Regions from separate parts of the Mus musculus genome. Here regions 1, 3, 4, 5 and 6 are each linked to region 2. The links are chromatin contacts, called in public HiChIP or PLAC-seq and promoter capture Hi-C maps. All regions are on one chromosome and are shown on one strand. Each heading gives the region's core, a stretch centred on a gene start, on an enhancer-like site or on the middle of the called end of the contact. The rest is flanking DNA. Distances are from core to core; before and after follow the strand shown. Region 1 holds the start of Tmem71 (transmembrane protein 71). Region 2 holds the start of Cyrib (CYFIP related Rac1 interactor B). Region 3 has its middle 9.2 kb from the start of Myc. Region 4 holds the start of Ndrg1 (N-myc downstream regulated gene 1). Region 5 has its middle 46 kb from the start of Gm38563. Region 6 holds the start of Pvt1 (Pvt1 oncogene).

What was found. Promoter capture Hi-C pulls out the DNA fragments that hold promoters and counts their contacts. HiChIP or PLAC-seq counts read pairs in DNA pulled down with a chosen protein or histone mark.
Region 1: a promoter capture Hi-C map of pre-B cells shows a contact between it and region 2, with 5 times the contacts expected there. The contact joins the promoter of Tmem71 here to the promoter of Cyrib in region 2. A contact is called at or near these places in 3 of 39 promoter capture datasets (the C10 cell line, cranial neural crest and pre-B cells).
Region 3: a contact with region 2 is called in an H3K27ac HiChIP or PLAC-seq map of embryonic stem cells, with 10 times the contacts expected there. The contact joins the enhancer-like site here to the promoter of Cyrib in region 2. A contact is called at or near these places in 3 of 39 promoter capture datasets (the HPC-7 cell line, cranial neural crest and pre-B cells), 4 of 115 datasets of contacts at active chromatin or transcription factors (embryonic stem cells, pro-B cells and thymic regulatory T cells) and 1 of 9 other capture datasets (liver).
Region 4: a contact with region 2 is called in a promoter capture Hi-C map of pre-B cells. The contact joins the promoter of Ndrg1 here to the promoter of Cyrib in region 2.
Region 5: a contact with region 2 is called in a promoter capture Hi-C map of the 3T3-L1 cell line, with 8 times the contacts expected there. The contact joins the enhancer-like site here to the promoter of Cyrib in region 2. A contact is called at or near these places in 6 of 39 promoter capture datasets (the 3T3-L1 cell line, cranial neural crest, hippocampal neurons and 3 more) and 1 of 9 other capture datasets (pancreatic islet).
Region 6: a contact with region 2 is called in a promoter capture Hi-C map of pre-B cells, with 5 times the contacts expected there. The contact joins the promoter of Pvt1 here to the promoter of Cyrib in region 2. A contact is called at or near these places in 1 of 39 promoter capture datasets (pre-B cells) and 1 of 484 Hi-C or Micro-C datasets (B cells).

Annotation. Positions count from the first base shown.
Region 1 is chr15:66,559,510-66,563,790 of GRCm38.p6, forward strand. Tmem71 (transmembrane protein 71) reads right to left here and starts at 1,537. Exons shown (of 10, transcript NM_172514.3): 1 at 1,221-1,537.
Region 2 is chr15:64,059,101-64,063,762 of GRCm38.p6, forward strand. It overlaps Cyrib (CYFIP related Rac1 interactor B), which reads right to left and starts at 1,348. Exons shown (of 13, transcript NM_001360036.1): 1 at 1,095-1,348.
Region 3 is chr15:61,992,353-61,996,687 of GRCm38.p6, forward strand. No RefSeq gene overlaps it. Among named protein-coding and RNA genes, the nearest start is that of Myc, 9.2 kb to the left of the region's middle. Within about 2 kb of position 2,584, at least 15 of the 459 cell types and tissues checked have an H3K27ac peak or open chromatin away from gene starts, as enhancers often do. A contact at or near this core is called in embryonic stem cells, where this site is marked.
Region 4 is chr15:66,967,318-66,971,723 of GRCm38.p6, forward strand. It overlaps Ndrg1 (N-myc downstream regulated gene 1), which reads right to left and starts at 2,324. Exons shown (of 16, transcript NM_008681.2): 1 at 2,187-2,324. Gm2895 (a long non-coding RNA gene) reads left to right here and starts at 2,331. Exons shown (of 3, transcript XR_875396.3): 1 at 2,331-3,789.
Region 5 is chr15:61,108,387-61,113,232 of GRCm38.p6, forward strand. No RefSeq gene overlaps it. Among named protein-coding and RNA genes, the nearest start is that of Gm38563, 46 kb to the right of the region's middle. Within about 2 kb of position 1,320, at least 45 of the 459 cell types and tissues checked have an H3K27ac peak or open chromatin away from gene starts, as enhancers often do.
Region 6 is chr15:62,034,857-62,039,490 of GRCm38.p6, forward strand. It overlaps Pvt1 (Pvt1 oncogene), which reads left to right and starts at 3,130. Exons shown (of 5, transcript NR_132747.1): 1 at 3,130-3,345.

The sequences.
Region 1 (4,281 bases), core at 287-2,786, 2.5 Mb after region 2:
GGGACTTCAGTGTGGGGCTGCCTACTTTAAATTCTATTTTTCATTGTCTCATTCCTTAAGTCTGAATATTCTGTAAATAACAACACCATTGTGAGAGAAAAGCAATACTTACAAAGGTTTATTTGTCATCCAGATTAAATAGGTTTTTGTTACTTAATTAAGAAATCTGAAAAAGAGGCTGGTTCTAGTGTCCTTGAAACAAATGTGTATTTAAAGCAGCCAGCAGAACTAGTTTCATTATTGAGTTGCAGTAAGTGCTTGGAGATTGTTGCCATTGACAAGTGGCCATGGAGAAGGTCAAGGCTTTTGTGGTGGCTATCAGTCTGAACATTCCTAAACAGCATAAGCTATACTGAGCTACAAATAGACCACCACAACCCAGATTACAAAGTCACATTCCTGAAAGCTTAGAATTTACTTTTCAATTTCAAAGTAAGCATGCTTCAAAGTGTGCAATTTGTGCAAATATTGATCAGTTACCTCTTATCACATAGTTCTATCTCCATGTAGCTACTGAATTACATAAATTATATAAGTGTATACATATACATATGTTTGTATGTATATAAGTATATATGTATAATACGACCCTAGTAGTTTTATAAGGTGACATGAGAGCCTTTTATGATCTAGTAGTTCTGTCCCTGTTTTTGATAAACATGTCAACTAATAATTGATTGCTATAACATAATACATTAAATCAGTCACATCAACTCTAAGGCTCAAACTAGATTATTTAATAATGTATAGTGAACCTTTCAAGGAATCATATACTCCAGCTTATAAGATTGTCTTAAATAATACAGAACTTTCTAGCATTCTTTGGAAGATTTCTAAATAAAGACACACATTTTTAAAAAAGAAAATCACTGGTTTGAAAAAGATAATATCCATACAAGTGAACATACTAGCATGTTCCTTGTGATTTCAGCATTGAGTAATACAATAAGACTTTGTCCAGTCCAAATGACTATATGTTAGTTTTCCTCAGGCAGTAAGCTTAGTTTTAAGGCAAGGCATTGTGCAGCAGAAAGCAAGGTCTCGCTGTTTGATCTTACAAAAGCGAGGAGCCATGTACAGTGAGCATAATGCCCGCTAGTCAAGAATTAGTAACTGTGAAAACAACTTGCATTCACAGCTCAAGAACTTTTCAAGAAACAGACTCTGTCTACCAGCTCATCAAAGCAATGCATCTGTTCTGAAATATAACTTGCTCATACATATTCCTCCACAGGGAGTCCCCGGGCTCTTCTTCCGACTGATAAATGACAGGAGGGTTACTGAAATACGAAGCTTCCCAGTGGTTGGTAGTGCAGAAAGCTGGACCGAGCCGTTCTTCAACTGAAAAATCCCATCAGAATGTCAACAGGTGCAGAAGTGACTTCCCACAGAGCACCCCGTCTTCCCTTCTGGTTGGAGATGACCATGTCTCTGCCACTTTCACAGGGCAATTTGGTGGTCAGGGGCCTCTGGATCTTTCAGCTGCTTCCAAGAATAGAATAGCTTGTCATTCTTGGGAGTTAGTCTCACGGGCCTTGTTTACTTTCAATATCAGCCTTTCCGAACTAGAGGCAGGGCAGCAGAATGAGGTCATACTTCCTGTCACGATCGCATCAGTGGTGTTCACAGAGTAAATACAGCAGATCTTCTTGACCATCAGAAGGGAACAGGCAACCCAGAGTCAGGTCAACTCCATACATTGTGATCATTGAGGGATGCTTCTCAGAGCTTCTGTGTCACCTCAAACTATATTAACATGAGAAAATTTAAGCCATGTTTCCTGTTTGACATTTTCTGGCTATATTCAGTTATGAGTAGCATACAGTTATTATGCTCTTGGTCCAATTAACCTAAATATATCAAAGATAGCATCAACGCTATCAAGTTCAGGATGCTATAAAAGCTATATATTATCTATAATAATGTGATTTTTATGAGGCTATCCTCTGATACATATGCAACTAGAGACACAGTTCTGGGGGGAGGGCGGGGTTACTGGTTAGTTCATATTGCTGATCCTCCTGTAGGGTTACTGACCCCTTTAGCTCATTGGGTATTTTCTCTAGCTCCTTCTTTAGGGGCCCTCTGTTCCATCCAATAGATGACTGTGAGCATCCACTTCTTCATTTTCCAGGCACTGGCATAGACAGGCTAAGATTAAAATGGTCTTTCACGATAGCTTTGGGACCTCAGACTTGTGGCTTAGCATCTTTGAGCTGCAATTTTCTCAAATTTAAATGTAATAATCTATAGCCCCAAGGTTGGCCTGCAGAATCAAATGAGAAGAAAGAAGAAAGAAATAGCTGGGTACCTGAGGGAATGTGCAAGATGTATTCCTTATTGGATTTTGTGAATTGACTTCTCTTTGGAGAGCTTGATCAGGATGGTGGAGAGTTTGTGTTATTAATTCTTGGGGATTGCTACCGAGATTATTTTTGATGTTAGGAGATATCAGTATTATTTCCTACGCAGAATCCCACATTCTTTCCACCTCCATTGTCTCTCCCTGGGACTCCACTTACTACCTCATTCTGACTGTATTTTATGCTAACATTCCAACTGTCTACTTGGCCTCTATCCAACACATTATGCACATACATATCTCACTATGTAAATTTGATTATGTCATTCCTTAAATTAAAACCTTCATCTTTGCTCCTCTCTCATAATAAGTTCAAAATCACCCCTGCAGCCTATGAGGCAAGTTTTAGCCTCATACTGCACACATTCTATCTTCTAAAGTTTGACCATGTTGATCTTCAGCCTTTCATCTTGTTCAGGTTTGCTTTCACCTTGGAGTCTTTAAACATACTACCGTTGTTTCTACATCTTGTTCCTAAGCAACTCCTTCTACATGACCTCTCCTAGATCAAGTTATGAAGGCCACAGCTCTCTACAATTTTTATTTGGAGTGTGCGTCATAGCTACAGTTAAGGAACCAAGAGACTTTCTATGTTCCATCTCCTGCTTTACTTCAGAGCCTAAGGTCTATCTATTCTTTTCTTGTTATATATCATGGTGTAGTATGAGGTTTAGTACATACTAGGAAATTAAAAATGTATGAGTTGCATGACTACCAGCTACCTCAGTCTGGGCTTTTTGCCACACACACTACAGAATTATATCAGGGCCTGACATTGTTCTTCTGGTCAGAGTCTGGGAAAGCTAATAATCTGGAAAGAGTGGCAGGGATGTCATTCTAATACAGAAATTACTCCACAGTAAAATAAGTATCCAAAACTTAGTTGTTTATAGTGATATGCTTTTATTTCCTCAGGTGGTGACTTTGTAATTGGTCACCATGGCTAAGCTGAGCTTTTTTCCAGAACTCTTTCCACTTCATTTTCTACCCAGCAACCTGTGCAGAATGTGAAATGTGTTAATGGAGCATGAGCCTTGTCTGGTTATGTGAAGGTCCATGTGCTTGCCTAGTTGGACTCTCAGCTTGGCACAACCAAGAGTCAACTGAGACAGAAGTCTTAACTGAAAAATTTCCTAGACCTGGTTGGTCTGTAGACATATCTGGGGGTCAGGGTGAATCATGATGGTTAGTTCATGTACGAAGATCCAACCTATTGTTAGCAGCATCATTTCCTGGGCCATATAAGAGTAGAAAGAGCTAACTGAGAGCAAGCAAGCAAGGTTGTGTATATTTTGTCTTTGCTTTTAACTGTCAATGTGATGTGACAGCCTTACATAGCTGCTTCTGTTTCTGCCTTGACTTCCCCATCGTGATACACTGCAGCCTGGAATTGCAATCCATGCTAACTCTTTCCTCCCCTAGGTTGCTTTTTTTTTTTTTTTTTTTTTGGTCAGGGTATGTGTCACAACAACTATGACAATCCAGGCAAGTCAGACTCTGTTTTTATCTCATTCATGCAACCTGCATAGGATATTTGGATCTCCCTGTGGACTAAACTCAAGACTCCAGTCCCTACTGAGTCCTCTTCACTAGCTTCACAAAGCCTAGTCTAGAAGCAAGTATGGCTGCAAAGAAAACCATTAGATTCTCTTCAAAGCATCTTAGGTAATAAGGGTTTGGACTCTCAGGTGGGAACAGGTCAGCATGGCTGTAACTGACCAATCTGATTCTAGTTGTTCTTATGCTCTCAGCTCACCTTGCTCTGCTCTCTTCCACAGCTGTCTTTGGAACATGACTGACTCTCCTTTGAGCTCCCATTCTGTGCCATTGATTAGAACACCAAACCTGACTCTAACCAGCATGTATATTTGCATGAGGTTTAATCCCTGCTTTACAACTGTATACCCCACATCATTCCT
Region 2 (4,662 bases), core at 98-2,597:
CTCAGAGGGAGTCCCTATTTCCTCCAGGGATCCGCGGATTTCTGGAGGCTGAAGTAACAAAACATGGCTCTGGTGATGATGGGGTGGAAGTTAAGGGCAAAGAAGGCAAAAATGAGGAAGCCTACGGGCTCACTTCTCAAAATTTACCAGCCACCAATTCATTTCACAACTATCTATAGGAAGCCTCCCTGTGCTCCCGCCCGGCACGTGTCTTAAGGGATGAAGGCATTAAAGGGGAGGTGACATTCCCACCCTGAACCTCAAGGCCAGGAAACCTAGTCCCATTTACTGCAGGCCAGAACTGAGAGCGGCCCATTTTACAGACACAAGGAGCCGAAAGACCCAGAGAATGCAGACAACTTGGCCAAGGTCACAAAGCTTGTGAGTGGTAGGACCAAGAATTAGACAGAGGTGCACAGCCACGTGACTCTCCCTGCTGCGCCACCTTCACACTCAAGCCCTCCCCCACCCCTCCATTTCTAGCGGCAGGGTGGGGATCTGAGACAACCCCCTAGGGCTCTGCTTGCAAAGGAAGTCCGGGTTCCTCTTTCCTCCCACCCCAGACACAAGACCCACATTCAGAGGACACACGGATTCCTTCCAGACCTACTGTGTGTGCACGACCCCCAGAAAGCCCTGTGGGCTCCAAATGCCTCCACCTCTGAACACTAAACTTCCATTTTTCAAAAAAAAAAAAAAAAAAAAAACTGATAATGATGATGATGATGCCGATGATGATGAAAACATAACGGGCAAAGAGGAAGTGCTGTTTAAACGCCGGCGGGGGTCGGAGCAGAAGGAAGTCAGGCTGGTGCGAGTCTATTCGCCCTTTTGGTTCCTCAATTCAGCCTCCTGGCCTGGAACCCCCACCCCCACCCCCAAAATGAAGTTAGCGGAGGGCAGCGCGGAGCCCGGGTCAGGCCCTGCAGCGCTCACCTGGCCTGCAAGAGGGGTGTGCCCGGGGACAACCACTCGGACCCCGCGCCCCAGCCTCCCAGTGCACAGCGCCCCAGGCGCTCGCTCGCTCCCTCCCTGCAGCCCGGTGAACCAGGGCGGCGACGCCGCAGCAGGCTCCCGGCCGGCCCTGCACGTACCTGGCGGCCCGACGGGCGGGCGGGCGAGCTGGCGGCGGGAGCCTGCGGTGCACACACGCCGCTTCCGGGTCGGCGGCTCGCGCGTCCCCGCCGCAGGTTCGCGAGCGGCCCCGCCGCGGCAGCAAGCGACAGCAGCAGCAGCAAACGGCAGCAGCAGCGGCCCGGCCCCGGCGCGGCCAGAAATCGCTATAAAAGGAAGAGGCGGCGAGGAGGAAGAGGAAGCGCTGTTTACCTTCGCAGCCCAGCCCGGCGCCGCACAAAAGGAGGACGCGACGCGCCGCCCCCCGCGCCCGGGCCCCGCCGCAGCACGGGCCCCGCGTCACCGCGCCCGGGACCGCCCCGCACCGCCCCCGCCCCAGCCCGCACAGTGACCTTGGGCGAGTCCCGGGCGCCTAGGCCCGACCCCCAGGGCGCCGGGTCCCCGCGGCCCCTCCCTCACCTGGGACGAGGGGTCGAGATGCGCTCGGCTCGGGCGCCACCTGCCTGGCTGCCCCTGGACCGCGGGAGCCGGGCAGAAAAACACCCATGGGGTCCAGTGGTGCAAGCCCGGGCACCAATAAAGCAGAGGCGATGCGAGGAGGGGGTCTGGGCTACCCACACGGTCACACGGTCGTCCCAGGACTTGTGATTTAGCGAAGGGGAAACTCCCCAAATACCATCTCCTTGTTGGGATTTTTGGTGTGGGGACCCCTGTCCTTCCCTTTGCCTAGGACATCATTAAGGGGCATTTTCCCCCTCTCCTTTACTCCTCTGCCCTCAAGTCCATGTCATCGTTATCTTGATTTTCAACCAGATTTTTCAGGAATATTTAATGTTCCGTGAAATATCTTTTCCCTGACCTCTAACGTGGTATCAAAAGGGTTACATCCACAACTTTTGCCCCTCCTTCTCATTCTTATCACCCCTCCACCTGTGCTAGGGGCTTGGGGGTACAATATTGGGGACTGATTTACCTTGGACTATTTCATCTTTAACAAAGGGGTGTGTCCAGATTTTCCTTAACCTGGGCCAATTCGGGGAACTTGGGGTTGCTGAGGCCTCCAGGACGGTTCTCAGGGAATTTTTTTGATTGCAAAAAAACTTTGTAGTGCTGGGTAGAGCCACTCTGATGATGAAAGCTTGCTTGCACTGGGACAAGCGAGAAAGGGTGTGTGGCCCACTTGGCATAGCAAACCCAAAGGGAAAGCAGAAGTGCTTTCTAGAAGTCTCTGGAGGTTTTTAGGCCAAGGGAAGAATTGCCTGGGAGGCTAAGGGCCTGAGTTCAAGTCCTCCCTGACCATTGCACTTCATGACCCTGGTCCAACATCAGAGCCTGCCAGGGCATCAGAACTCTTGGCTCTGGGGAGCAGATGCCATCTTAACAGTGTAAGAAGTGGTCTGAATATTGAATCAACGGTCAGCTATAAAGTTGAGGGGACAGCAGAAGAGGTTTTAAACCTGGGCACAGCAGAGAGCATGCAAAATGGGAGGGCCTCAGTCTGGAAGTTCAGAGTGAACCAGGTGCCAGAGGCTGTGCCCACCTCACTTAGCTCTCACCACAGTCCATGAAGCAGCCTGCCCAGAGTTACACATGAAGAGGCTGAAGCAGGGACAGATGGCATCAGCCTGAGGTCATGCCTATCACATACCAGAGGAGCCAGGCAAGCACCCAGGTTGTGTCACTTGAAGCCCAAGGACGTGCCCAGTCTGAGCCATGTGAAATGGAACAGACTGTAATGAGTCTATATACAGAACCTAGAAAGGCTATGACCATTGCTGCTGCTCCTATTGGAATAAGTGTTAAAAGACTCAAGGACCTAAGAAGCTGGGGGGACTTCAAACAGCTTAGGGCAATTGGAGTGCAGCCTGAGTGTGGGCAGGAGGCAGGGAAGAGCAGGGGAAGAGGAGGGCATGGTCAGGGGTCTACACTTAGCCTGTGTTCCACTGAGTTCACCACTTGCTAGCTTGAATTCCAACCAGTCATTCCCATGTGTCTCAGATAGGAAAGTCTGTTCCCAGATTCAGAGGCTGAGTCTTGCTTGTTCAATCAGACTCTGGTATGCTTGTCAGATGCAAGCAAATGGAGAGCTGGAAAGAGTGTTTTCAGAGTCTTTGTGGCAAGTCTGTGGTGGCCTGAGAGATCAACCCTGACAATAAATAGTGAACTCCAACATCCTGTAAGGAACACTACCTGCCATTCCCAACGACACAGGCACAGGCACGTCATGTACCCCCTCCCCGGCCCCCCCCACTGTCACTCGTCCATCTGTAAATGGATATGATAATGTCACCTTCCTTCCGGTATAGGAAGGACTGACTACATGAGATGATGAATTTTACATGATTTGCCAACTGTGGTGCCATCTTTTTATCTTAATATTAAAATCTGGATCTCATGGCATCTTTCGAGCAAAAACTTGTATTTCCTTTGTGTGTGTGTTTGCAGGAGCGGATGCTGCCCTGCCTAAAAATCGACAGAAGGTGAAAGTCAGGTGACTCAGGCACTTACTGTTGTCCTGCTGGGTTAGTAGTTTACAATTAAACACATGCTGCATCCCAACATGACCAAAGCAAACTCAGGGAAGGCCTCTTGCCTGTTTGTCTGGCTCCCCTCCCCTCTGGCCCTACAGATCCCAGAGATGATGCAGAAGCTGCTAAACTAGATGGAGCCCGGCCAGATGCTGTGCGGGGACACAGTAGTGCACACGGAAGATGCCTGCAGATGGCTCATCAGCACATCAGGCCGGATGGACATCCTTCTCCGTGATGTAGCGTGTCCTGCTGTATGTAGCATGAAGCTAAAGCTGGAACAGTGGTTCTCATGGACAGCACAAGGAGTTTGAGCCTTCCAAAGCCCAGGAATCAGAGGTTCGAGGCCAGCGGGGCCATGGAGCAAGGCCTTGTCTCAAAAACACAAAATCTGTGGGGTGCAGTGGCACATGCCTTTAAAGCCAGTGCCCAGGAGGCAGAGGCAGGAGGATCTCTGTGAGTTTGACAGTCTGGTCTACATAGTGAGTTCCAGGCCAGCCAGAGCCACACAGTGAGACCCTGTCTCAAGAAAAACAAAACAAAACAAAACAAAACAAAACAAAACAAAACAAAACAAAACCAACCAGATAACCAAACAACATGTGTCCTGTGGGGGCTGCTGGGGACTGCTGGACTAGGGAGCAGGAAGCGTTGGAAAGTGAGTGTGTGATGTGTAAAGGGTTTCCTTTGAGATAATAAATTCATGCTTTAATCAAATCCCAGGGATGGATAGCCATGAAGAGCGCATGGAATGTCTCGGAACAGCTTTCGAATCTGGGCTCTGTAGATGTTACATGAACTACGTTATATTAGAGTATCCCATTGTATCTGCAACCAGAAATGGATCAGAGTGGGGGACTCTCGGCAAGCAAGTGTGGTGGGAAGTCCTCGGGAGGGGTCACTGCCTTTTACAAATAGTTCTACAGCAACTAAAACTAAAACAAGACTTATTAACTCAGAACATGTATCAGTGTTACCTGACTGAGTTTGTGTTTTTAGGAAAATAAAGAATGAAATACCATTCAGATACTTAAGAGAGTTTTTTTTTTTTCATTTTTTA
Region 3 (4,335 bases), core at 1,334-3,833, 2.1 Mb before region 2:
AGGAGCTTTCAGCTTGGTCTGGGATATACAAGAATTAGCTAGTCTCTTCTGTTGTTCACCCATGACACTGGAACTCAGTTTCCCCGAGAGGATCCCTGGGATGGTGCTCTTCAGGATAAACTGAGTGAGGAGGAAGTGTGACTTTATGCTATCATTCGGGGACAACACTAAAAAGCAATCAATTACACTTTAAGTTGAACAAAAGTTTCACAATACCAGGATAGTGCTTGAGTCATCCAAAGCTTGAACACGTATGTAGAGTCTTCTGCTGTTCTTTAAGATGGACTTTGGCACTAACCTTGGAAAAGAGGGCCAAAAAACCCACCCCCCAAAAACAAACAGAACAAAAAACGTGAGGGGATTTTCTGTGGTTTGTTTACAATAAGAGATGAGTCACAATAATGATTTTTTTTTTTTTTTTTAGCATGACTGCTAAGGAACCCTGAAGCATTTCTTCCCAACAAAAACTAATCTTTAGGTTATAACATGCTGGAAGATGAGCTTCAAGCCTGTCTATAAATACATCACTGGGTATCTTCAGGGAACAAACTCTTCACTTAAGGTTAGAGACCATCCTGGATCGATTTCAAGAACAGAGGTTTATTTTAAACAATGAAGCCTGGGCTAGAGATGTCGTTCAGTGATAAGACACTTGTCTAGCATGTATAAGGACCCATGCTTGACACCACAGGAATAAATAAAACCAAAAATGAGGTTCCTACTCATTCCCCAAACTTTAGCAATTTTGGTGGTGGTGGTGGTGGTGGTTCGACGTCTTTCCAGAGAAATCCAACAAACTGCCAATTTAGGGAAAACATCTAGCTCTAGCGACTTTGCCAAACTGGTGTGAGTTGACTCAATGACTGAGTGGATTTCCTTTTTGGGTTTTACTTCACTCAATATTGGTCTACACTAAGCTCTTTAGGAAGACAGGGTTGAGAGAGGAACAAGTGTTAATGGGATGTAGATCCTCTGAGGCTGAAAGGAATGTCCTTTGTCTCTAAACAATGCCGAGGGGCTCAGGAACACTCTCTTCCAGTCTTCACCCGACCATCTCATTAAAGGCTAAACTCTCCAGTTCGGGTCTATATGGCTAGGAAAGAGGAGCTTTGGGGAAAGCTCTGTCAGAATATACCTGCTTTCTGCAGGGGGCGGGAGGACCCCCACAAACAACTCAGCTGGAGAACAATTGTTAGATGTGACAATACTGAAGTTTGTACACAGACATGTGAAATTGCTGGCCTGAAGTCACATAAGCACTAACTAACGATAATAGCAATTAATGTTTACTGTGTGCTAAAAGTTTGACATACATTATCTCCTTTTATTCCCAAAGCAACCCCCTATACACACACACACCTCCTTTTTGGTTTTGGTTTTACTTTTTAAATTTTACTATTAAATTTTAAATATGTTTTTTTTTTAAATTTACTGCACTAGAGAGGGAACCTAGAACCTCCTGCATGCAAGGTAAGTGATCAATGGGTGAGTCACATCTCTATAGAGATTGTAGGTTGTTTCACCAAAAGTATTAGGGCATTTCCTACAGAGTGGTGGAAGTTCGAGTCCTGGGAACATGGAATAAGGATGGAATCCAGTAAGTCTTGAGAAAGAAGCTAAAGGAGAAAATGTCAGCAGCAGATGGCAGGGAAGCAAAGAAGAAGGAGAGCTAAAACCAACAAGCTAAAACCAAAAACGCTTGCTATTTGAACTGTGCCTAAGGTAGCAGGAAGTACAGCAAGGATCCACTGGCTTAGTGAGGGAATGCTTCTCTAGGCCTCTCCTATCCACTTCCCCTTCCACCCAGTATCCTCCTACTCCTTCATCTGCTAGAGACAACTGCCCATAGGTAGTTAATTAGCTGTCCCAGCACCCAACTCTCCTGCAGTACTTTGGTTCTGTTTATTTGTTTTGGCAATAGGATCTCATTAGGCAGGCCATACTGGCCTCAAACTCTGGAATTTCTTGCCTCAGCCTCTTAAGTGTTGTGTTGGGATTACCAGTTTGGGACACTTATTCTCCAGCTTTCATGCAGGGCTTTATTCAGGAATTTCCACTGTGTGATTCTAGGATGCAAATACTAGTTCTCATTCCCTGAGGGTTTAATTGTTGTTGTTGTTTCGTTAGTTGGTTGGTTTTGGGTTTTGTTCATTGGGTTGGTTTGGGTTGGTTTTGGTTTTTCAAAACAGGGTTTCTCTGTGTCTGAGAACCATTGTCTTTTCTACCACTGCAAACCCAACCATCTTTTCAAACCACTGGTAAGCCAAGTCCTTTCTGGATTAAGTCTGAAGCCATTCTCCACTCCTATTCGATACACTTACTACCTACCACAAACACGGCAGCCTGGCAGCCTCAATGCCAGTTTTGGGCTTCTCCTTGTATGCTTGGAGACCAGTTGTCTTCATCATCAGATCAACCCCTTGAAGAATGGAAGTTCATTGGTCTTGCTTAATCATGCCTGACAAGAAAGTGCAATTCACTAATTCTGTAAACATCTAAGTGAAGGGCTCTTTGATGGGCTCAATGGTGCATCAGACCTGAGTAAGGGGTGGAGTAGAAGCAAAGTTGTTTCAAGTTGCATAGCGAGAAAGGTCAAGGAAAGAGATGGGGGTTCATCAGGTGAAGGGAAGGATTTTGATTAGACTTGCTTTGCTTGATTTGGTTTTTGAGCTGAAAAGACAGGAAGCCTAATTCATTTCCATGATAGTAGGCTAGACTTGAGAGGGAAAGAACTGCTGACAGAAAAGGAGGGGAATTGTACTGACTGGTTTTGTGTGTGTGTGTGTGTGTGTGTGTGTGTGTGTGTGTGTGTGTGTGTGTGTGTGTGTGAACTTGACACAAGCTGGAGTTATCACAGAGCCTCACTTGGGGAAAAGCCTCCGTGAGATCCAGCTGTAAGGCATTTTCTCAATTAGTGGTGAAGGAGGGCCTATGTGGGTGGTGCCATCCCTGGGCTGGTAGTCTTGAGTTCTCTAAGAGAGCAAGCTGAGCAAGCCAGGGGAAGCAAGCCAGTAAGTAACATCCTTCCAAGACCTCTGCATCAGCTCCTGCTTCCTGACCTGCTTGAGTTCCAGTCCTGACTTCCTTTGGTAATGAACAGCAGTGTGTAAGTGGACAGTGAATAATCCTTTTCTTTCCCAACTTGCTTTTTGGACATGATGTTTTGTGCAGGAATATAAACCCTGACTAAGACAAGAATCAAAGTGTCTAGTCAGGTGAGTTACTGGACCGGTAGGTAGCTTTGTTTTGCTTGCTTGATGTCTGGAGCCCTCTCTTAGCTGGGTATGGCTGAACAAATGAAAAAAGAATATGTTCCCCCTACTTAGGTAAGTATTCTTCCAGGTGGTGATGTCACTGGCCAAGCTGTTCTCCCTTGGCTTCCCACAGCTCTCTTCCTTTACCAGATACCATGTCCATCTTTACACAAATGACTCTAAACCTCTTCTCTCCACAGACACCTTCAATCCACATGAGATAAAGCCTCCACATTTTGTAGCTCTGGCTGACCTGGAACTCACTATGCAGACCAGCCTTGCATTGAACTTTCAGAGATCTGCCTATATCTTTCTTAGGAGTGCTAGGACTAAAGGCATGCACCACATTTAGTCCTGCTAAACTTCTTTTTTTGTTTTTTTGGTTTTTTCGAGACAGGGTTTCTCTGTGTAGCCCTGGCTGTCCTGGAACTCACTCTGTAGACCAGGCTGGCCTCAAACTTAGAAATCCACCTGTCTCTGCCTCCCAAGTGCTGAGATTAAAGATGTGTGGTACTACTGCTTAGACTGACACACAAAATATTGTTGAAGCCAGTGAGATAAAGCTCACCTTCAATCTCAGAGGTAGGCCAGGCAGACTTTTGTGAGTTCTGGGCCAGCCAGAGCTTCATATGAAAAGTAATAATAATGATAATAATAATAATAATTTTAATAAACAAATGGGTGTATGAAAGAGTAAATGTGCACATATTTCTGGCATCTGTTTTAAGATTCTACTTCCTTAGGCTGTCAGTCATTCTCACCCCATTCAACCCTTTGCTCTGCACTGTGATTGACAAATCTTCTCTCCCTCTGGTGACTACCTAATTCATCCCAGACAGCATCAGCCTTGGCAACAACTTCTCTATGCAGGGACTGTAAGTTCCAGACAACAGAAACTCTGTTCCAATTCACAAAATCAACTAGGAAAGGAGAAGAGACAGAGGACAGAGGAAAGGAAGGAAGAAGGGAGAAAAGGAGGGAGGGAGGGAGGGAGGGAGGGAAAATGTCAATTTATGCAACTGTTTCATGATTCATCCAAGGATCCTCTCTGATTCTTTTTTGGTTGTTGTTGTTTTTGTTT
Region 4 (4,406 bases), core at 1,074-3,573, 2.9 Mb after region 2:
CCCTCCTACTGGCCTCACCCAAAACTTGGTAAGAAGGTAAGTTCCTATTCATTCCGTTGCATTCAGGCAAAACTCAAGTTCAGTCCTAACCAAGAGACTTCTGAGAAGGGACTCTGAACGGAGTTCAGACTCTGGCTGACCTCAGCCACAGACCTCTCCATCTCTGATCTCAGTTCTCATCTCTAAAGTAGCAAAAGACAGGAAAGGATGTGTGTGAGTTGGGATTTCCTTTTGAAATAGCCCAGCCAGTAGTTAGCAATTTCTGGTTTGCTTTCACCAAGAGAAAGCTTACGAGGAGAGGAGACTCTACAATGGACCCAGGAACTAAGCGATACCTCCTCCAGCCATAGGATTGTATCAGGTACCTACCGGGGTCAGGGCAGAAAGCAGAGCTGTCCCAATGATTTTTAATAATGTCAGAGCTCTTCCTATGGGTCAAGCTACTGTCCTTGGTATGGCTGAAAAAGTCCTCCTTCCCCAGTACTGGCCACGGAGATACCAAGCACCACCAAGCTAAGAAGGCCCAGGTGGGATTAGCTCCCTGACAGCATCTACTGTAGTCTCACCTCTTGGAGCTTTTCCAGACCTTCCTGTAAAGCCTCCCTCACACCTTTCAGCTCCGACTTGGTACCCTTCTGGCCTGGGGCTGGTTGCGCCACACCCATAAAACAGTGGCCCCTCCCTGCCACTGTCCAGAAGTTGGCAAGTCCCATGAAGATGGTTTTGGGGGGTTTTCCTCTGCACCTAGCTTTCTCTCATTCACTTCACACATGTGAAATAGACAAATTGCTAGGATCTCTAACAGTAAGAAGCAACCTGAAAGATTTGCCTTGAAATCCATAGCTAGCGCCTGTCCGTTCACTTTAGGTGGTGTAGGAGATCACTGAAGGGGGTAAGGGGGGGGGGAACATTGGCTGTCCTGAATTTCCCATCTTCTTCAGGAGTTTCAAGGACTCAAATAAGCTGACCTGCCCAGGAAGTCTGTGAGGGAGAGCTGAAGGCTGTTCTAGGACACGGACCACTGGACTTCCCTCCCCGACCTGTCCTCCCACATTAAAGCCCAAGGGACAGTGCATGGGGATCCGTGATGACTGCCAGCAAAGGCGACAGACAAGGGAAGACGGAAGGTGGCAGAGTAAGGAAGCCATCCACAAATCTTAGCTTCAGCTACTAATTTGACAGAGGCGGTGGTGACAGCATGTTTCCCCAGAGCCTGCAGCATTCCTCACGCCCCTCCCGAATCTACCCTACAGGCTGAATCAGAGACCGCGACCGGTCTCCCGGGAACGGACGAGCGGTTCCAGCTGCTCTCCGGGCTAAAACAGCAGGGAGGACCGCCTGGGAGAAAGAAAGGGAGGTGGGGCGGGGGGAGGCGGAGGCGAAAATGACGACACTCAGAGCTCCAGCCAACTCTGGGGCTGCCAGATGCCCGCGCGACCCTGGAGGCACAAACCACCACTCCCGCGCAGTTACAGAGCCAACCCGGTACTACCTAGAGGGCCGCACCCTTGCCTGGGCTCCTCTCGCCGCCGACACTCGCAGTGGCGCGTGCAGCACGCGCCGGGACACACCCCGGACTCTCCCCCAGCACACACACGTTCTCTCACACGCACAGCTTGGAGAGAGCACTGGGCTCTGGACTGGATGGGAACCTGGACTCAGATCACACTGGTTCGGGACCAGGCTCCAGAGTAGACACACCCTCGCCCCCTTCTCCACACTCCCCGCCAAGTCTGCTCACCCTTACTCATCCCCTGGATACACGCGCTACAGTCGCTCTTTTCCTAGTCACCCCATCACCCATCCACACCCCTTCACACGCGAGAGCACACACAAAGTGTCCCCTTGAGCCCAGTGGACAGAGAAGTCAGCTGTGGCTCAGGGTTGACGCCAGGAAGTGCGACCCAGGTATTCCCAGGCTCTCCGCCCCAACTTCGACCCCTTAATCCCACTTCCCCAATTAGAGAGAAAGCGAGACCCAACACGTCTTTTTGTGCCTTATAGTAATCGAAACCCGCTCCAGTGATGCCAGCTATCCCTCCGGCGCCGGTTCCACCGAAGACCACCAGTTGTGGTCTTCGCAAGGGCCACAAAAGACGGGCGGGGTGTCCAGTAGCACCCCGAAAGCAAGCTTTGCTGGGGGTCCTTGTCTTGCTCCGGAGGAAGAAGGCGTCCGGAGGGCTTACCTAATGAGCAAGCAAGCACGGAAAGGAGCCAACCACAAGGTTGGAGGTGCAGCGCCCCGCGGGAGGTGAAGAGGGAGACGAAGATGGGTGAGCAATCTGCCTGCAACGCGAGAGGGTAGCCTGGCAAGGTTTGTTTATGTCCGTGCGTGCGTAGGGCGATTTTATAGGCGCCGGGGCCCCGCCCCCAGGGCCTCGCCCCTCCCAGACCCTCTGCTCCCAGCGCAGCAGGAGACGGGGACACACCCCTTTCTCCGGCCCGCCTCGTGCTGCACCCTGCCTGGGCTGGGCGGGGCGGGCTGGAGCCGCCGCCTGTTGCGCAAGCCTTTGCAGGGGCGCGACTGGAGAGACTGCCCGGCCCTGCCTGCCGCTCCTCCCTGTGATCCGCTCTCGGGACCGCGGCGTGTGCAGCGAACGTGTGCCCACCGAGTGGTAGCGTGGTGTGCCCGTGCGCGCTCGTGCGCGTGTGCATAAGGACTCCCTTGTGTCTCTCTGCGCGACCGCTTGCCCCCCTATAGCCTTTGAGTTTCCTAAGCCTCTGCCCGCGCCACGCCCTTCTGGGCGGCACCCCCCACTTCCTCCGGGTCTCCACGCAGTCACTCCCGAGCCCCATTTACAGCCTAGACGGCAGACTTTATCTCCAGGCTCCTTTCACATTGCTTAGCTCCCTTTATTCTTGCTGATCTTGGCGCCCCACAACTCCCTTCCTACTCTGAGCTGCTGTTTCCCCGCTGCTCCAGCCCGCTGTGTCAGCTGTAAGCACTCTACGGACTGCAGTTTGTGGTCCCCAGAACGTGCATAGAATTTGCTTTCCAATCATGGATCTTCCTTCTGTCGTGATGTTCTAAAACCTTGGCCTGCTTGCCTGTTACCGGGTTCTCGCCCTGACCTACACCTGAGCCTCTCCAGGGAGCTTTTCTTAAGCAGGTGGATACCCTGGTTACACCCCAGAGCAGCTTAGTTAGAATCTGAGAGTGTGCCCCAACACTGGGGCTTTGAAAAAAAACTCCTCAAAGGGTGCAGCAAGATGGCACACCTGGTAAAGACATGTGGCCTGCAAAACCCTGGGGACCTAAATTCCATGCCCGGAAACCACAAAGTGGAAAGGAAGAACACAGTGCCATACATTTTCCTCAGACCCCTCGCTCCCCATCCCCACTAAATAAATAAACATTGCCCGGATTGGCTCAGATGTGAAACCACGTTGAGAATCTCAGCACCCAGCACCAAGAAAACATCATGTTATAGAGAGATTGAGTCACACCTAAGGCCCAGTCCAGTCATTGTTTCAACGCCACCTGCTCAACCCTTATGACTCAAGTGGCCTTCCCCTCCCCCCTCCTCTAGATAACCTGACCCTCATTCTCTTGGTCTATGGATATCTAGGGAGCCGCTTTAAGAGCCTGCTCTGTGCTAAGGAGCTGGAGAAGAAGGAAGTAAGAAGAAAAAAGGAAAGCTCTTTCTTTGGGGGACATAGCAAAATGGAGCCCCAAGATTTCTGTTTCCCAAGACATCCATACAAGATCGCTAAGCTGAGCTTACCAGATCTATAGTTGTCCTGAGCACCTACTATGTTCAAGAACTTCTGGACCCAAGGACCATGAGAGTGAGTACTGGCATGTTTGCGAGTCATCCTGTTTTTGCTTAACAACACAGACTAAGCAGTCTGTTACCCCATTAATAACCATTTTTCCCAGAATCTCCCCTGTTTTGTCTTCCAACAAACATTTATTGAGTACCTATGGTTTACTGCTTGTCAAAGAGTGTGTCAGAATTGCCAACTTTCCCAACAAATGTAGCCTCAGTATGGACTGGGGGGCGGGAGGGGTACTTTGCCAGGAGAAGCTATTTCCTGTCCCTGTGAGGAAGTCTTTCTTCAGGACAGGGCATATAGAACAGCTCAGATCTGCAGCAGAAGCCCCGAGTATGTTGCTTATGGGATCTGGGTCTGTGTTCAGGAAGCCAGACCTTATAGGTAACCAGAAGCATTGAATTTTCTGCTGCTGGACAAGTTGGACCATTGTAACTCCACCCCTATTTCCAACCCTCAGGAGGCTATAGCAGGAGGATTGCCAAGATCAGCATGGGCTATGTAAGGAAAGAAAACCTTGTCTCCAAACAACAGAAAGGAAACCGGGTCAGGAGGGTAGAAGAGAGAAGGGCAGAGAGAAGAGAAAGACCTTGACCTTTGGTGCAGAATTTACAGAGCAGTCGCCTTCTAAA
Region 5 (4,846 bases), core at 70-2,569, 3.0 Mb before region 2:
CTGTGCTTGTATGTGTGGCAGTATGTATATTTGGTGTGTGTGTGTGTGTGTGTGTGTGTGTGTGTGTGTGTGTGTGTATGTGTGTGTGTATGTTCTTGTGTGTAAGGGGTGTGTGTTCACACAGGTAGGTATGGAGGCCACAAGACAATCTTTGGTGTCCTTTCTCAAGAGCCACCAACTTTGGTTGAGGCTTAATAAAAAAAGAATACTGCAACAATATATTTGTGTACATATATGTATGAGTATACACACACACACACACACACACACACACACACATATATATATATATATACATGCAAATGACAACATTCAGGAGTCAGTTCTTTTTCCACCATGTTGTTTCTTGGGATTGATCTCAGATATTCACACTTAGTTGTCACACACTGTGGCAACTGTCCTATCTCCATAGCCCAGGATAGCTCTTTCAGTGGCTGGTGCAGGAACCACAGACCACAGATTCTTGGCTAAATGTGCATGTATCTAATCATAGTAACAAATCTGTGATCATCTGGGAACTCCACATCCAGTTCCCTCTTTTGTTCGGCCTCAGGAAACAAGCCCAGAGTGGGGCCTGCATTCCACCATGTAAGTAGGCAGGGTGAGAGCTGCTGGCCTTGTAGATACGCCATTACCCCCACTCCCAACACTAAACCCCTAATTGACATGCTCAACAGCTGTGCAACACTGCTGCCCACATCCATGAAGACTTTAATGACTGTTTTCAGGGTTCCCTGGCCTGTTAATTGTCCTTCTCTTGTTACTCAGCCCTCAATAAGATAGCTGACATTGTTTATGAGTCCTGGTATTCTGGTTCACAAAGAGCCCTAGTCCCAGACTCATAGACTGATTTGCTGGAAGTTGGATAGTGTCTGGCATCTCATGCTACAAAGGAAATCATATTCTCCCAGGAGTACCTCTCTGGCCACCCGCTGCTCACCCTTTCATTCATCCACATGGGTCTGGGCCCCTCCTTGTCTTTCTGAGCTGTTCATAATACTAGCAGCTGCCTCCAGCCAGATAATTTCTCCTTGTTCTGATGCTCTTTTTTCTTCACATTTTCCCCTTTCCTTTAAAAAACAAAACAAAAATACTAAAATTTTTACCTCCCTTCAACATTTTTTTCAGTGTTCCACCAAGAGATTAAATCGCCCTGGGGTGACAGGAGCCACCAGCTGTCGCTGTGTCTGGTTTCCTGTGATTGTCAGTGACTTCATTGAAAACGTATGTGTGATCTTTCAACATGTTTCAAAGTCAGGAAAAGTGAAAGCCTGCCCCTGCAAAAAGCTTTCCTGATGTGTCATGGCATGCACACATAGCCACGATGAAACAGGAGCTCAACACAGGCATTACTGCATGACTCCCTGGCCCCTCTGCTTCCCTCTTTCCTCTTTAGTAGCCAGATTCCAAAGTTTTACTGCACAAAGCAAACAAAACTTCCCACTGTGCCCACAGCAGCTTCTGAGGAAGGCAGAAAGTGGAAGAAGCCTTTCCATACACTCTGGGCCTTACCAAGCTCCATCTGTGCCATCAGGCATTTCTTCCAACTACTATTCTCAGAGTAAGCTTAGCTTGTTCTAAATTCTTGCAAGCAGATACTTGGATATGGTCTGACATAGAGCTGCTTTCCCCAAGCAGCTTACAGTCTAGCAGGGGAGTGAAGCCCACACAAGCAACAAGAATGGCAGAGTGATGGTTATGGTCAGGACTTAAGTCAGGGCCTCTTATTTAGTTTGGTACAAAGAACAGCTTAGTGTGTATCTTTGGAAAGCAACTGATTGTATGATGGCATTTGATTCATGGAGCCTTCTTAAGCCTCCCCATGTCCAGTCCATTTGCTGGGTATTGTAATTAAATGGTCACTCTATTCACTCTATGTTCACCTATTCACTCTGCCCTGCCAGACTGGAAATATCTGTAAATATTTGAGTAAAGTACTTGCTCATCTGTCCCTGACAGAGGATGAACGAAGAGGTATGGACTTAAGGGAAATGGTTCTTAGAACCAGAAGAGCTTTATGGAGTATGGAGGAAAGCTCTGCATAGCTGCTATTGAATGATGAGCATTAAAAATGTAGAAGTCAATCACTGGGGTCTTATGTGTACCTCCAAGAATCAGCTCCTATCATCATGGCTCCTCTGTTGTAGAGCTAGAAGACATAGCCAGATGTTAACAATGATGAAACTGTCCTCTGATGGATGGAATGATCTTCCCTGCCTGTGCTAGAGGCCAATGGTAGAGCTAGTAATTGCGAGTCAGGCTACAAGCGTTCTATTCACTAGGGATCATGGAGTTACAAAACAACAACAAAAAAAGAAAAGGAAGGAAGGAAGGAAGGAAGGAAGGAAGGAAGGAAGGAAGGAAGGAAGGAAGGAAGAATATTCCAGGGGTGAGATCAGGCACTGCAGCAAAGATGTAAGAGCAGAAGTGTAAGAGCTGGGCTTTGAATCTGGAATTTCTTAAATCAATGTAATACCATTGGGCTGAGGTTAAGGGCTGCAGAATAGCTTTTGATGAATTTTCCCTGCTAAGGCTTCATTTTTGGTCATTACTGATATTCTGGAAGGAAGATTGTTTTCAGGAGAGAAAAAAAAAAGCCAAGAAATAAAATTCCATGTAAAACAAAAAAAAAAATCACGAACCATTTTGAAAACTAAAACTCTATAGTCAAAAAAAGGAGAATTACACAGTTTGTATAGAATGTGAGAGAGAAGTGCCCATAGAATAGAAACTTTGTATTGCCTACTGGACCTTAGTGCAGGGCATGGTTCACAGACATCCTCAATGAATATTTATTGACTGACTGGGTGGGGAAATGAATGAAGAATATGAAATAAATTGGATTCAAATCCTAGAGGTGTGCGAGTATTATATTAGTAAAGATTCAAAGCATATTTTTCTTCATGGAAAGATTTTGATAAATGTTTTTTGGATGGAAGGTTGACATGATTATATCTAAATCTAAGAAGAATATTTTTAGTTACAGTGGTCATAATGGATTATGGCAGGGAAAATGCTAACTCTGCAGAAACGACTGTTCAGTGGCCTCTGCAGACAGCAAAACCTGATAGAATACTTGCATCGCTTTTGAGATGTGTGTTTGGGTGTGCATCTATGTTAAGGTGTCTAGAAATGGCTGGAGGTCTTAAATCTATCACCTGTTCAGCAGGAGGGAAAGTTAACTTCAAGATCAGTGTAGTGATGGCACAGATGAGGTGACAAATGGCAGGTGAGAGTACAGATCCTTGGGATATGCTTCACTCTGGGGTCAGAGTCATTAATCCAGGAAGGACAGTGGGAAGAAACAATGGAAAATGTTGCAAAGAATACAATAACAAGGGCAGTGGGACAGTTCAAGCTGGTGAACTCATCAGAGTTGAACACAACAGCAAAGTCAGATAAGCAACATGAAGACTGAGTTAAGTAATATAGAATTTGCCAGTGAGGTGATCTTGGGCACAGCCCTTTAACCAAGGAGTTAATCCACATTTCCTTTGGTTGGTGAGTAAATCAAGAGGTGGGTGGGCAGGCATGATAGGTTCCTTTTTGTCGGTGTTCCACAGCCTCAGTAATCGTGTGAAGCCTTGGGACCTCCCCTTGAGCTGGATCACACTTTGGGCCTGTCGCTGAACCTTCTTCTCCTCCTCCGGCTCCTCTCCATTTCCATCCCTGTAGTTCTTTCAGACAGGAACAATTATGGGTCAGAAATGTGACTGGGATGGCAACCCCATCCCTCACTTGATGCCCTGTCTTCCTGCTAGAAGTGGGTTCTATAAGTTCCCTCTCCCTACTGATGGGCAGTTTGTCTAAGGTCCTCCCCTTTGATTCCTGAGAGTCTCTTACCTCCCAGGTCTCTGGTGTAGTCTGGAGGATCCCCCCAATCTCCTATTCCCTCAGGTTGCCTATGTTCATTCTTTCTGATGGCCCTCGGGGCTTCAGTCCTTTTCTCTCACCCAATACCAGATCATGGTCCCCTCTCACCCTACTCTCCCGTCCCCATCCACTTTCCCTCCCAGGTTCCTCCCTTCCTGCCCACCTATGATTGCTTTCTTCTCTCTCCCAAGTGGGACTGAGGCATCCTAACTTGGGCACTTCAACTTGTTGACCTTTTTTGAGTTCTGTGGACTGTATCTTGGGTATTCTGTACTTTTTAAAAATTAATTAATTTATTTTGGGCTAATATCCACTTATTAATGAGTACATACCATGCATGTCCTTTTGGGTCTGAGTTACCTCACTCAGGATGATATTTTTTAGTTCCATCCATTTGCCTGCAAAACTATCATGATTGTCCTCCGAAAGACCCAACAAGCAGATGAAAGAGTCAGAGCAGATATTTGCACCCAACCAATGGACAGAAACAGCTGACCCCTGTTGTTGAATTAGGGAAGGTTAAAGAAGCTGAGGAGAAGGGCGATCCTGTAGGAGGATCAGCAGTCTCAACTAATCTGGACTCCTGAGATTTCTCAAATACTGGACCACCAAACAGACAGCATACACCAGCTGATATGTGGCCCCCAACACAATACAGTAGAGGATTTCCAGATCTGTGTTCATTCAGAGATGATGCACCAAACCCTCAAGAGACTGGAGGCCCTATGGAGTTTAGAGGTCAGATGGGGTGGGGGTGGGGGAATCGACATGGAGACAGGGTGGGTGGGGACGAGGTCTGGGATGTGGAGTAGTTGGAGGATGGCTGGGGTGCGGGAATGGAATATGGAGTTTACAAAATAAATTAATTTTTAAAATAAATAAATAATGATAATGACTGTGAAAAAAAGAGGTGGTAAAAGATTTACTGTTTTTATATTGAGGCTTCTGACATCATTGAAGAATAAGGAATCAG
Region 6 (4,634 bases), core at 1,880-4,379, 2.0 Mb before region 2:
GATATTTAAAATGTAGTCATTGTTTTGGCTCCATGTTAGTCTATTTCCCTAGCTGAAAAATAGAATAAAGTAAAGAAGGGATGGAACCCTTGTCTAGCCTGCAGGAAGTCTTGTGTTTAGATGCAGCAAACAGAAGGAAGGGAAGAAAGGAAGAAAAGTAGGAAGGAAGCAACATAGAAAGGGGGAAAAAGAAAGGAAGGAAAAGGAAGGAAGGAAGGAAGGGGGAGGAAGGAAGAAAGAATCACTGAAGTGGTTCAGTAGGTTAAGGGGCTCGTCACCAAGTGTTATGACTGGAGTTCAATTGTAGGGACCAACAGGCTGGAAGGAGAGATCCAACTCTAATCTCTTCTTCCCCTTCTTCTCTCCTCTTCTTCCTCTTCTTCTGGCTCCTCTCCCCTCTTCTCTTCCTCTTCCTCTCTCTTCTCTTCCTCTCTCTTCTCTTCCTCTTCCTCCATTTCTTCCTCCTTTCCCTCTCTCTTCCTCTTCTTCCCCTCTCTTCCTCCTCTCTCCTCCTCTTCTTCCTCCAACTCTTCCTCCTCTTCCTCTCTTCTCCTTCTCTTCTTCCTTCATCTCTTCCTCCTCTCCCTCTCCCTCTCCCCTCCTCCTCCTTCTGGCTTTCTCTGTACAAACTAGTCTGGCTTTGAACCCAGACATCTACCTACCTCTGCTTCCCAAGTTCTGGGATTAAAGGCATGAAGCTTTACAACCTCCATTTTGTAACATAATAAAAATAAGTTTTCTTTAAGAAAAAAGAACAAAGAAACAAAGCTGGTCTTTAATCCCAGCACTTGGGAGGCAGAGACAGGCAGATATCTGAGTTCCAGGTCAGCCTGGTCTACAAAGTGAGTTCCAGGACAGCTAGAGCTACACAGAGAAACCTGTCTCGAAAAACAAAAAACAAAAAACAAAAAACAAAAAACAAAAAACAAAAAAAAAAAAACAAAAGGAAAAGATAAAATTAGAAACATATATTATAATGTTTGTTTTAGATAGTAGTGCTATTAAAAATACTTTCTTCTGTGAAATTTTGCTGGAATATTTTCTTTCTTTCTTTCTTTTTCTTTTTTTTTCTTTCTTTCTTTTCTTTTTTCTTTTTTTCTTTTTTTTTTTTTTTTGACAGGGTTTCTCTGTATAGCCCTGGCTGTCCTGGAACTCATTTTGTAGACCAGGCTGGCCTGGACCTCAGAAATCCACCTGTCTCTGTCTCCCAAGTGCTGGGATTAAAGGTGTGGGCCACCATGCCCGGCACTGGAAAAATTTTTAAACATCCCATAAAAGGAAGCCCCACTCCCCAAAGTAACAACCTGGACAGAAAGCCTTCGAAGAGAATGCTTTAAAAAATGTGGTAAGAATGCTGAAGTGTAGCTCTCCACAACTTATGGCTTCTGGAGGGGGTCGGGTAGGTGGGGAAGGAATCAGTTTTCTTTAAGGAGCTGGCTGGTCCCTAGGAGTGTGGCCATACTCCAGTGGCTCTATGACTTTCCAGTGGTGGTGGTGGTGGTGGTGGTGGTAGGGATGTTCACAAAGGTGGGGAGGACTGACATGGGAGGATCGGGATAAGAGTGCTATTAGAGTGTATTATGTGAAATTCCCAAATGATATTTTTATATTATATCGGGGGAAAATATTAGCCTAAAATTAGCGCAGCAAAATTTAGTCCCAGGGAAGGGCAAACTGGGTCGAGACTAAAGCTGAATGAACCTGGGTGAAGGTCTTCAGCCGTTGGGAGGTCTAGTGTACAGGACTAACTGGAAGGAGCAGGTGGCATCTTCAGGGATTTGTTACTGAAGTTGTCTTTAAAACTGGGCCTCTGAGAGCCTGTGGTTGCTTCTCCCCAAGGTCGCAGCAGGTGGTTTGGGAAATGTCTGACACATCGAAAGCACATACAGACATAGAATTCAGAACCCTCTTCACTCTCTAGCACAAGAAGGAGATAATCTGAAGGAGATAATCGGAAGATCTGTTCGGTCACTCTCAGGGTGGAAACCAACCACACACAGCGCGATTATCCGTGCATATCGCACTGGCACACACGAGTATGGTAAATTTTCTCTTCAACAGAGACATCTTCATGTGGCTAAGAAGTAATGAAAGTGAAGACATTGAAGGGGGAACGTAGAGGGAGGGAGGAGATAAAGACTCTCTGAGAGATTGAAATAAAGTGAGGTATAGTGTGCTGAGAGAAGAGTGGACCCGCGTTACTTTCCGCGATCCTGGTATCACCTAGTTATGCAACCCGCTTTCCACAGGACTCCGGTTTCCCTCTAGGATCTGAGTCTACCTCATCTTTCATTCCCCTTTCTGGTTGTAGCACGTTGCCGCGCTTGACTAAATGGTACTAGAGACGTGCACCTGTTCGGTGCTGGATTGAATACAGCGAAAAGAATATCGTGGTATACGCGTGCCTTTCACACCAGCCTTCGTTCTTTGCAGAGGCTTTTGCACATTTGAGAGGTTAGTGTAATACCCTGTACGGACCAAGAATGGAGGATGCTGCAGACAGGTGGTCCTCTCTCAGCTAGAGTTTGCTTAGTACGTCCTTCTCTCCAGAACCACAGATGATGGATGGTACCCAGGACTGCTCTCAGATGAGAGTTCTGAAATAGAACAGATTCGGGGGGGTCTTCTGTAGGAACTACTGACCTATTTTCTGAGCAGTTTGGTCCTTTTAATTCACTGGAGTCTCCTTCCCTATCCGAAAAGTGGGAAGACTGCTAAGCTTCAAGGTGAAGGGGGATGGGATGTCTACCTTAAAAAGGAATAGTGTGGGGGAGGGGAGGGTGGGGAGGGGAGGTGGGAAAGCTAGTTGACCTCGCCTGGGCATAGCCCCAGGCTGTGTGGGACCTATGTAGGACCTAGGTTTGAGTGCAGCTAGAACCTCCCAGCCCAGGACTGACAGAGTGTGCTCTCTACTAGGGCCATCTGGGCATTAAGCAGCCTCAGTGGCACGCCACCTCCATGCGGTTCTCCTCTCAGGCTTGATGCCCCTTCATTGCCTAGGGCAGCAGGCAGAGGGGCGAGCTGGATCCCTCAGGTCAGAAACCTCCAGACACCAGGAGATCGGGGACACACGCGGCCTGCCCGGTGGCGCGCGCTTCTCCCCCTCCCCCGCGGCCGGGAGCGAGCCGCCGTGACGTCACGGGCCACCCGCCAGCCCCGCGCTCTACCAGGCAGAGCGCGTGTGGCCGCCGAGCACATGGACCCACTGGTCAAGCGGGCTCGGCAAGGCCAGGATGAAGAGAAGCTACGAACTTAGCATTCCCAGAGCCCCCCGAGTGGATATCCGCGTGGAAAGGATGTTGGCAGCCCCGGTGACCTCGGAGTCACGGCTGGATCCACCCTCTTGTAAGTTCCAAGTTTATCCCCTGGAAACTCTGGAGCCCAGGGATGCAGAGTCTGGATAGAGGAAAGTGGCTTTTGCATTCCCACGAGCGCGTGTTAACCTTGCACTTTTCCTCATCACTAGACTCGAGATTGCCAGAGAGTTTGGGTGTGGGTGAGAAGTGTGGGTGCGAGGGAGATTTCCCAGGATGGCCTCTACATAGAGGTAATTCTGGATTTATGCACTTGATCAAGAGCCCATTTCCTCAGGTCTAAAAGAGAGAGACGCCCCCTGCAATCAGCGCAGATTTGGGGCCGCTGATGTGGTTTGGAGGCCTCATTTACGAAACTGGAAGTCTGAGTCTAGTCTAGTGATGCTCCCTCCATCCTTGGCCAGCCCTCCTCCGAGACACCCCCTCGGGGCAGAAAGAAGGTGATCTCCTAAAACTCCCTGTGTCAGGAAACTTTCTGTGCTTTTGTATTGCGTTCCTGTGTTCGTGGAAGGCCCCCACGCCTTCATCCTTGCTAATTCTTTTTGGATAGCTTGTTGCTTTAACTAGATTGGCCCTTTCTTGGCTAGTATTTTCTGCTGTACCTATGAGTGGTGTGGGAGAACTGTGCAGACTTCCAGGAAGCGCAGCCATGAAGCTACATGTGCCTATGTGTAGACACATCATGGATTTTCTTACTAGTTTACTAGTGGGTGATAATCTGTCCTTTTGAGCTCTCCAGAACGTTCTAGAAGCTTAAGGAGAGAAATCACTTAAGAGAGTATAGGGAGAAGTGAGGTTTTTGTTTCCTTTCTGCTCTTGTGTTTTTAAGGGGTTGTTGTCATTTGACCTAGAGAAAGCCAAATGTGTGTGTGTGTGTGTGTGTGTGTGTGTGTGTGTGTGTGTGTGCCTGCCTGCTTGCCTGTCTGTCTGTCTGTTTGTCTGTCTGTGTGTCTGTGTGTTGGGGAGGGCTAAGGATGCAGGTCTCTGTTGAAGTGCATGTGGTAGGATGTTGCAGGCCTGTTTTGCATATGGGCAGTGACAAGTTTGGGCTTGTTCACTTGCACAGTCCTATGGTCATAGCTAGTCCTTCTTAAAGCTCTAGCCAGTGGGAAAGCGTTTGTGTTTCTATCCTTGGAGCTCCAAGTGGGACTTCTTAAAAGATTTAGAAGGAGCAAAGCTGTCAGGAAATCAGAAACGTCACATGGACTCCATGACTGGGAAAAACCTCGTGGTGGCCTGCTCTCAGTGCTTGGATGTGTGCTAGTTACATCTCGGAGGTGAGGATGTGCCTTACGGTTATTTGAACTCAACTAGGTTCAT